Regions from separate parts of the Drosophila melanogaster genome. Here regions 1 and 2 are each linked to region 3. A link is a contact called in public Hi-C and HiChIP or PLAC-seq data. All regions are on one chromosome and are shown on one strand. Each heading gives the region's core, a stretch centred on a gene start, on an enhancer-like site or on the middle of the called end of the contact. The rest is flanking DNA. Distances are from core to core; before and after follow the strand shown.

Region 1 (2,700 bases), core at 49-2,548, 370 kb before region 3:
AACTGTTTAAGATATAGCATCTAACATCTAACTCCACCGGTCCGGTCAAATTTACACTCTGTGTAAACAAGGATACGATAGCGAGAAGATTCGGGAAGTACCGTAAGGAGACCGAGGCAGACTGAAGCCGAAACGGAGTCCGGGCATAGTGTCAATGAATAGCCAATACGTTCTACTTAATTCTAATTAAGTCTAAAATGAACCAAATATACAACATTTTTATACCCGCTACTCGTAGAGTAAAAAAGTATACTAGATTCGATGAAAAGTATGTAACAGGCAGAATGTAGGGTTTTCGACTATATAAAGAATATATGTGTTCTTGATCAGGATCAATAGCCGAGTCGATGTAGCTCTGTCCGTATAAAGGTCGATATCTCAGGAACAATAAAAGGTGGAATGTTGAGATTCATCATACAGATTCTAGAGACAAAGACGCACCACAAGATTGTCACGTCCCATCTAACGCCCACAAACCGCAGAAAACTGCCACGCCCATACTTTTGAACCATTTTTCGAAATCTTTTCATACTTTTATTAGTCTTGTAAATTTCTGTCCAGTCCGCCGAACTGGACACGCCCACACTTTGAAGCAATTTTTTTCCCAATAACTATCGATATCCCAGAGAAATGAATTCACACTAGCTGAGTAACGGGTATCTGATAGTCGGGGAACTCGACTAGAGTATTCTCTCTTGTTTTTGTTACTTTTGGTTGCATTTGTCAATTATTGAATAAGTAAATAACAAATAAATAGTTGCATTTTCACAAATTTCATATATTTGCTCTAATTTATTATTATAATTATTAAAATATTTTGTTGTAATCTACATCATAACTGCATACAGCTTTTTAAAATATATATGAAAACGTAAACAATGTGTTTTTGAAATTGAAACTTCTGTACAGATGTTCAGATTAATTAATTGAAAATACATTAGATAATTTTGTTATCCCTAATTTTATTTTCATATTCAAACGTTAAAAGTTAGCTTAGAAATTGTTTGATAGAATATTTTAGATGTGAACGTTTGAAAAAGAGACAGCACAAAGCACAAAAATTATGCGATATCCATTCAATTAACGCATCAGCTGGGCAAATGGAGGCTGCGAATCGATGTGGAAATGGGGAAAACTGGGCGGCGGAACAGTGGGCGGGGCGTAGGGAAACGCACATAAACAGAGGCGCATAAGCGGCCATATAATCACTTCAATCACGTTTGCATAATTGTTCAATTATGAAGCAATTACCGCAAGCGATGGCCGTCGACTCAGTCGCTATCCCTCTCTGACCGCCACCCCCATCCATATGGGCATCTCTGTTTGGCTGCGTGCGACCCGTCTCTTTCCATTAAACCGCTGACCGTCTCTTTCGCACGTTTTTCGGGTAGGCGACCGCGAGTGTTATCAGTAATATGCCAAAAATCGAAAAACGATGCCTGGCCACCAAAAATCATCAGGCACATGCGATGTCCTTTGGAGCTCCCCTGTAATCCTGAAGCCACACCACCACCCCCCCCCCCTCCCCTCGTTAACCATTCTCCATTCGCCCCCTGAGGCTTTCAGCTTGTATTGGTGTGTCATATTAATTAAGCGTTTGATTACCTACCAAACGAACGCTGGGAAATCCATTCGGATTTGGTTGGATTTCCCAATTTTTTCCCCTGTGCTGCTAGCGATATTTGAGGTTTCCCGTAGAGTAGAAGGGATTTTTGGGGTTTTCGATAGTTGGGTTGGGAAGGAAAAGGAGAAGGAGGCGGAGAGAGAAAGGGGGGCCGTAGAAGACTGGGCATAATTGCATGCAATTTTTATCGCCGCGAGGACAGATGCCCAGAATGACGATTGGTATGATGATAATGATGATGATGACCATTCCGGAATGCTGGATGTATGGCAGGATAACTGGCCAACTTAACTGGTTGGTAATCGGTTATGCAGCAGTTGATAAACCTCATAATTGCAGCCATCGCAAATGGGAGATTGTCATTTCGGGCATTAGACTATGAATCAAATGGTAAATGAACATGTAAAGGGGCTAGGATCCTAGATAAAAATGTGGTCAAGATTAGCGGGAAAGGAGTCCTAATAAAATTGGAAAGCTATGAAGATTGTACTTATTAATTATTTCATATTATTACTTAATAAATTCTTTATTGTATTCAAAAGAGTTATATATATATATTTTAATTTTAATTTTTATATTTAATTTTAAAACAAACAAAGTCGAGTTTCCGGGACTATCAGATACCCGTTACTCAGCTTCTCTGGGATATCGATAAATATTGGGGATATATCGATAGGTATTGGGGAATAATATGAAAAAAAAATTCAAAATTGTTCCAAAGGGTTGACGTGACTGGTTTGGCCGCTTTAGGGCGTTCGAGTGGGCGTGGCAAAAATTTATTGTTTCAAATCGATAGAAATTTACAAGACTAATAAGTGTATAAAACATTTTCGAAAAATGATTCAAAAGTATGGGCGTGACAGTTTTGTGCGGTTTATGGACTTTAGAATCTGTATGCTGAATCTCAACCTTCTGACTTTTATAGTTCCTGAGATATCGACGTTCATACGAACAGTCGGACAAATGGACATGGCTAGATCGACTCTGCTATTGATCCTGATCAAGACTATATATACTTTATATAGTCGGAAACGCTTCTTTGTGCCTGTTACACACTTTTCAACGAATCTATTATA
Region 2 (2,769 bases), core at 98-2,597, 310 kb before region 3:
TACCCCTTTAATTGTTTTTATGTAATATATTTCTGTTTCCTAAAAACGATCGATCAAAAAATGGGAAAAATTTAAGAAAGTTTATGTCACGACTTAACTAAAAAAGGCTAGCCCTAATTAAGTCCTGACAATATATATTGTAGTACCATGTTTCTAAAGTCCGTTCAGTGTATTAATTTCTTTGTAATCTTTGCATATTCTACCCGACCCCATGCAATTTTCGTTCTGAAAGAACAATGCTTCCTTGAATACCGAGTATATGATGGGTATAAAAACCAGGAAAAACGAAGTGCGCCAAACTGAAAAAGTGCTGATAGTAATAGACTGGAAAGACGTGCATCAATAGCGCCTCAAATGCCCCATAACATTGCTCGGCCAGGATGGGATAAACGGCGGTGCGGATCCATAGAGGACCTCGCCGTGGGATTGACGAAAAAGTTTTTAACAAAATTTCCGCAGCAGCAGCATCAATGTTTGGCAGCTGGCAGCATAACCGGCATGAAACTTCATTAAAGCGATAAAAATCAGAATCGAGGTGGCAACCAAAATCGAGCCACTGAAATGGTCAAGGAAATTACCAGACAATTGGCTGCCCTACGATCTAAGCCAAAAATAAAAATATTCCGAAAGTTACAATAAAGGGTGAATATATCTGATAACGTTCAATTAAATTAATAACAATATTGAAAATGTGTGTTCCATTTATATATTTTTAAAATTGTATCAATAAAATCTTGTTCTGTGTTGTGTAAGCTAATTAAACCGCTTCCAATTGGAAAGAGTAAAGTCAGAGGATCCGAGTAAAAATACGGGCACAAAGCATGCTTCGCTCGCCGCAGTCAAAATATCCGGCGGTGCCACATCACCTAAACGTGCAACAGTCGGCAACAGGGGGTTAGGCCACGCCCATGGATGGACCGCCGCCGAATACGAAGGCTCCCAAAGTTATTAAACTTGTTCGAGAGCATGTTTATGCAGCAGGATTCCCGCTGATTCCCACTCACCTGAATGTGGACCACCCGTCTCACCTGATTAAACGCCGTTCTGGCCAGTCAAAGATTTATGACGAATTGTCTGGCCTCCGCTCCGAGTGGGTGGATGTGGTGGTGGTGCGATTATTAATTATGGAGTGAGTTTGGGAATGGCTGGCCGCCAATGGGCGGGGGAAAAAGTGTGATTTAATGTGCAGGTGCTGCCAGCACATATTACTATAGCCATTTTGCACTCACCGATGATGGACATTGATGGACGTGAATGGGGAAGTTTATGCTCTGGTATTGCATATGCCGCAGATCGCCCCGAAAATGTATAGGCTCGTGCGAATAGGACGATATTCACTTGGCCATGGCAGCCCGAAAGTAGGCATTACACATTTTCGGTAAGCCAATTCCCCTTAAAAGCCAAAAGAATGGTGCAGAATGGTTACTGTGTTTAATAAACGTAGTTCAAGCTGAACTATAACTTAATGAACTTTTCAGTGAGGAAAAGATAGACAATCAGATTTTGGGCGCCACAATTTACCTTGAAATGTGGCTTGTTAATTAGGGCCAACTTAAGTGGATCTAACCAAGTCAAGACTTTTGACGTTTGCGATGTGCTTGGCCAAGATTTTAGTGGCCAACCATAATGGACCCGAAGGTCGGAGAGAAAATATTATGTAACGAAAAGAATAAAAGGGCAGCAGCAACAAAAGAACGGCATAATTTGTGCCATATCAAAAATAGTTGCCCGGCTGCGTGTTTTCTTCGCTTTCGTCACTTTTCTGCTCCAAGCTCGTCGGACCCAAAAGAAAAGCGGGAAATCCGGGGGGAGATATACAGACTGCCATAAAGGAAATCAACTATTTTGATTGAACGCACACACACACACACATGAGCGCACAGCGGAGCTGAGCAGCGCTTTTCGGATAGCAAAGATTCATAATTACGATAAACAACGCAGCACTGAGAGAAAACATGGGGTATCGTATCAGTGGGGGGGTGGGAAAATGTTGGGCGGCAAACAGCAGCGTAGATAAGCAAATGCTCCCCAGGCCGAGGTTTCCTTCTTGTTGCCACACGCCGCTGCCGCTGCTGCTGCTGCTGCTGCTGCTGCTGCTGCTGCTTTGTGATAAATCACAAGGGGATGCCTCCTTCGTCTTGGCGGGGCCATAAAAGATACCAGAAAAAAAGGGGAAAAGCGTGAGGGAAAACTGCGGGAAACAACAGGGGGTGCGAGAAGACCAGTGGCGGAGGCCCAAACGCCAGTGGCCCAGGGATAAGAGCCGCTCTCACCGCAATCAGTGTTCTCTGTGCTGTGCTTTTAATTGATATCATTGGCCATGATTTTAATTGAACAGTGGCTGGCCATAAGCCAGTAAAAATTATCCTTGCTCGGCCGCATTCCACAAAACGAATTCAATAGGATAGCTTATAACTCAGATATGTAGGAATCTAGAAAACAAAAACTTTTAAAAGTGAAATATAAGAAAGATGTTTTTGCATTGACGATTTTACAACTTGAGTGATATCTATGATATCTATTATTTCTATGATATCTATAATGAGTAAGATCCTCTGAAATATTGAATATTTTTGCCAAATCCGGGAACATCTGTCTAGCCCCTGCTGTATGTGTATCCGTACGTGTCTCTCTGTGTTTACCAGGCCATTAATTGGATTATCTAGCGCTTCGTGGCAACACAACAAAATAATTATAATTTTTATAGTTTTCACTCTCGCATACATTCATGGGTTCATTCGCATTCATTGTGGGGTGAAAAAATTAATT
Region 3 (2,853 bases), core at 92-2,591:
ACAAGCTGGGAGTCTGCTGGATTAGTGGAGGATCGCCCTTTGCGCGGTGTTTGGTATTTATTGTTTACAGTTCCGGCTGGACGAGCGTGCGATGGGATCACGATCCCAATTGCGATCAGCCAGTAAATAGGGATCGTATAGATGGATCCGGACCTAGGACCCAGCACACAGAACCCAGGAAATGGCACGCGTTTGGAGGCCAATTAACGCATCTTTGGCCTCGGCTTACGCCTTTGTCCACGGTTTTATGATCCCCATTCCAAGGTCCGCCAACTGGCGCAGATATCCTGCACCCACACACGAAGCACGGCGAACGTGCCCAGGATAATTCCCGTTCTGTGTTTGTTGCTCTAACTTGAGGCTTAGCCTTTGGAAATATTATTTTAGGACGGCTCTTGAAAGAAGTATGATTTGAAATATCTCCAAAACAAAGTGTATTTTGAGTTTCATAAACTTGATGAAAAAAAAGCATATGCTTGCACTGCTATTATTTATTGTAACATATTTGCACTCTTTTTATACCCTTACATCCGTGTGTAAAAGGGTATATTAGATTCGTTGAAAACTATGTAATTCTTCATCAGGATCAAAAGTCGAACAGGCCATGTCCTTTTGTCGGTATGAACGCTGCAACGCTCGAACTTCCAAAAACCCGCCCAAAACTGCCACGCCCACAATTTTAAACAATTTTTCAATATTTTCTCATTTTATTCCCCAATATCTAACGATATCCCAATCAATTTTTGAAATTTCGTGTTCGCATTTCCACTAGCTGAGTATCTAAAAGCCTTGGAAGTCGACTATAGCATTCTCCCTTTTTTGATTTTGCTTTTGAGTGTCTATACATTTTTCGAAATGACGATGTTCGCGAAATATTGCATCTGATCAAGAGAATTTAAAAGTATTTATTTAAAATCTCAAAGAGTTTGTAAGCATAAACTTTCTCAATGATTCTTTAAAGATGCTTTCGTGTTTTCTAAGTCAAATATTTTGCAAGCCTTTCTTAGCCATGTATGCCATTGTGAACTCGCTAAACTTGCATATATGTACATATATTATTTAAAAATTCCATTTTTAACTAAATACATTTCAAATATATCAGATATATAAGAAAATCATTGTTTAAACAGTATCATATTTATAGATAACATTTCATATTGTCACCAAGCATAATACCTTAAAAGCTGAAATGATTATAGTTGTAAACGCTTTATAATCGTTCTTATTAGAATAACATGGAAAAGTGACTTTTTTCTGATTGAAAACGGTTCTTATGATCATGTCTCAAATCGAGTGGCCTACTTTTTAGGGGAAAGGTGCACTAAAAATATGATGTATACTTCTTGGCTGTGATATGACAGAATTTAACTTAGGCAATAGAGGGCGGCAATTGATCATGTACACCAATGATATATTAAGTGAAAATTACGTATTAACAAAACATACAATGATTTTATTAATACAAATTGTATTGTATAATAACATATATTATATGTATATGTAAATATTGTGTTAATATTTTGATCGTATCTGATCTGGTTATTTCTATGCTAAATTTATATCAGAAATAGATGGCGCCACGTGATCGTGCTATTAATTTACTTGGCACAGAAATGAAAATAGAGCAAAGTTATTATTAAAGTACAAGGGCATGTCACATGTCTGCTTCCGGCTCTTGCCAAATATGTTAGCTGGCTGCGGAGTAGAATGGCAATTGGCTGCTATTAACCGGTTTTAAGTTGCCTTCATACTCGAACTCATTATGTTTTGGCCCACCTTCGTTCCGCATTCCGTGGACAGCTTCCCTTTTAATTTAACCCCCAATCGAGGGATCTCCGAAATGACCCGCAAATACGCAAACTCTCTAATACAACTAACGAAGTGGACAAAGGACGCAGGACCAAGGACCAAGGACCAAGGACCTCCCCGCCCCTGAAAAACAAAGGGAAGAATCTGGCTGTGGACTGAAGTCCAGACACACGGAAAGCAGCCCCGAAGAGTTGAAACGAAAACAAAAGTGAAACTATGTGGCTCCAGTGGTGGGGTTGTTGGGGGGTGGTATTTGGTTGGGGGAGGATGTGGACGGTGGTTCACACACAAAAAGTCGCCACTTGCGAGGGGGGAGGGGGCGTATGGTCAACCGGAGGAGGTTAAATGAATGAACGGATGAATGGATAAAGGCCACCGCATGTTACACAAGAGTCTGTCGCTTTTTCACTGTGTGCACGTACAGCAGCGGTCAAATGAATAGAAATCAACCTGGAAATCAAAACGTTTAAGGTGGCATGACACTATACAAGAATTAAAAAATGTTACCAAATCACTTGGTGAAAATGACTTTGTTTTTAAAGGCGTCAGAAAAAAAAAACACCAATCCAAAGGATCTGCATTTTGTTTTCCATTTTCTATGTGAAAACTTAAAGGAAAAAAAATATGGAATATTATGATTTCTTTTTATTTCGAGATCAGTAATTAGTTAGTTAGCTGACATAAAAAAATCGCTTTGTATTTGAAATTTCGTACGCTAGTTTTGTGAGCTCCACTGTACAGTTTGCATACATATGTGTGCGTTTTTTGGGTGGTTCACTCTAGTTTACTTTGGGATTTATGAATGCTTTATGGCGGCTTGTCTGGACAAGTTGTAGAGCGCTTTGCATGGTGGCAATGAGGGGAAAGTGGGGAAATGTGTGTGGAAAATCGCGTGTAAGTGAGTGTGTGCGCACATGTGGGGGTGGTGGAAATGGGCAGGGAACCCAACTAATTTATTGCCAACTTCCGGCAAAGGCGAATAATTTTGTTTAGTTTTGGGTGTTGATAATGAACGAAACGGTCAGTGGAGAATGCCGCCCCATT

Evidence for each region. A called contact is a pair of places that touch in the nucleus more often than the background predicts. HiChIP or PLAC-seq counts read pairs in DNA pulled down with a chosen protein or histone mark.
Region 1: a Hi-C map of the Kc167 cell line shows a contact between it and region 3, with 1.5 times the contacts expected there. The contact joins two enhancer-like sites. A contact is called at or near these places in 5 of 107 Hi-C or Micro-C datasets (the D17-c3 cell line, the Kc167 cell line, the S2 cell line and 1 more).
Region 2: a CP190 HiChIP or PLAC-seq map of the Kc167 cell line shows a contact between it and region 3, with 6 times the contacts expected there. The contact joins two enhancer-like sites. A contact is called at or near these places in 1 of 107 Hi-C or Micro-C datasets (the Kc167 cell line) and 1 of 6 datasets of contacts at active chromatin or transcription factors (the Kc167 cell line).

Annotation. Positions count from the first base shown.
Region 1 is chrX:21,002,454-21,005,153 of dm6, reverse strand. No RefSeq gene overlaps it. Among named protein-coding and RNA genes, the nearest start is that of CG11666, 19 kb to the right of the region's middle. Within about 2 kb of position 1,298, at least 3 of the 39 cell types and tissues checked have an H3K27ac peak or open chromatin away from gene starts, as enhancers often do. A contact at or near this core is called in the Kc167 cell line, where this site is marked.
Region 2 is chrX:20,945,534-20,948,302 of dm6, reverse strand. No RefSeq gene overlaps it. Among named protein-coding and RNA genes, the nearest start is that of Npc1b, 12 kb to the right of the region's middle. Within about 2 kb of position 1,347, at least 13 of the 39 cell types and tissues checked have an H3K27ac peak or open chromatin away from gene starts, as enhancers often do. A contact at or near this core is called in the Kc167 cell line, where this site is marked.
Region 3 is chrX:20,630,854-20,633,706 of dm6, reverse strand. No RefSeq gene overlaps it. Among named protein-coding and RNA genes, the nearest start is that of RunxA, 8.5 kb to the right of the region's middle. Within about 2 kb of position 1,341, at least 19 of the 39 cell types and tissues checked have an H3K27ac peak or open chromatin away from gene starts, as enhancers often do. A contact at or near this core is called in the Kc167 cell line, where this site is marked.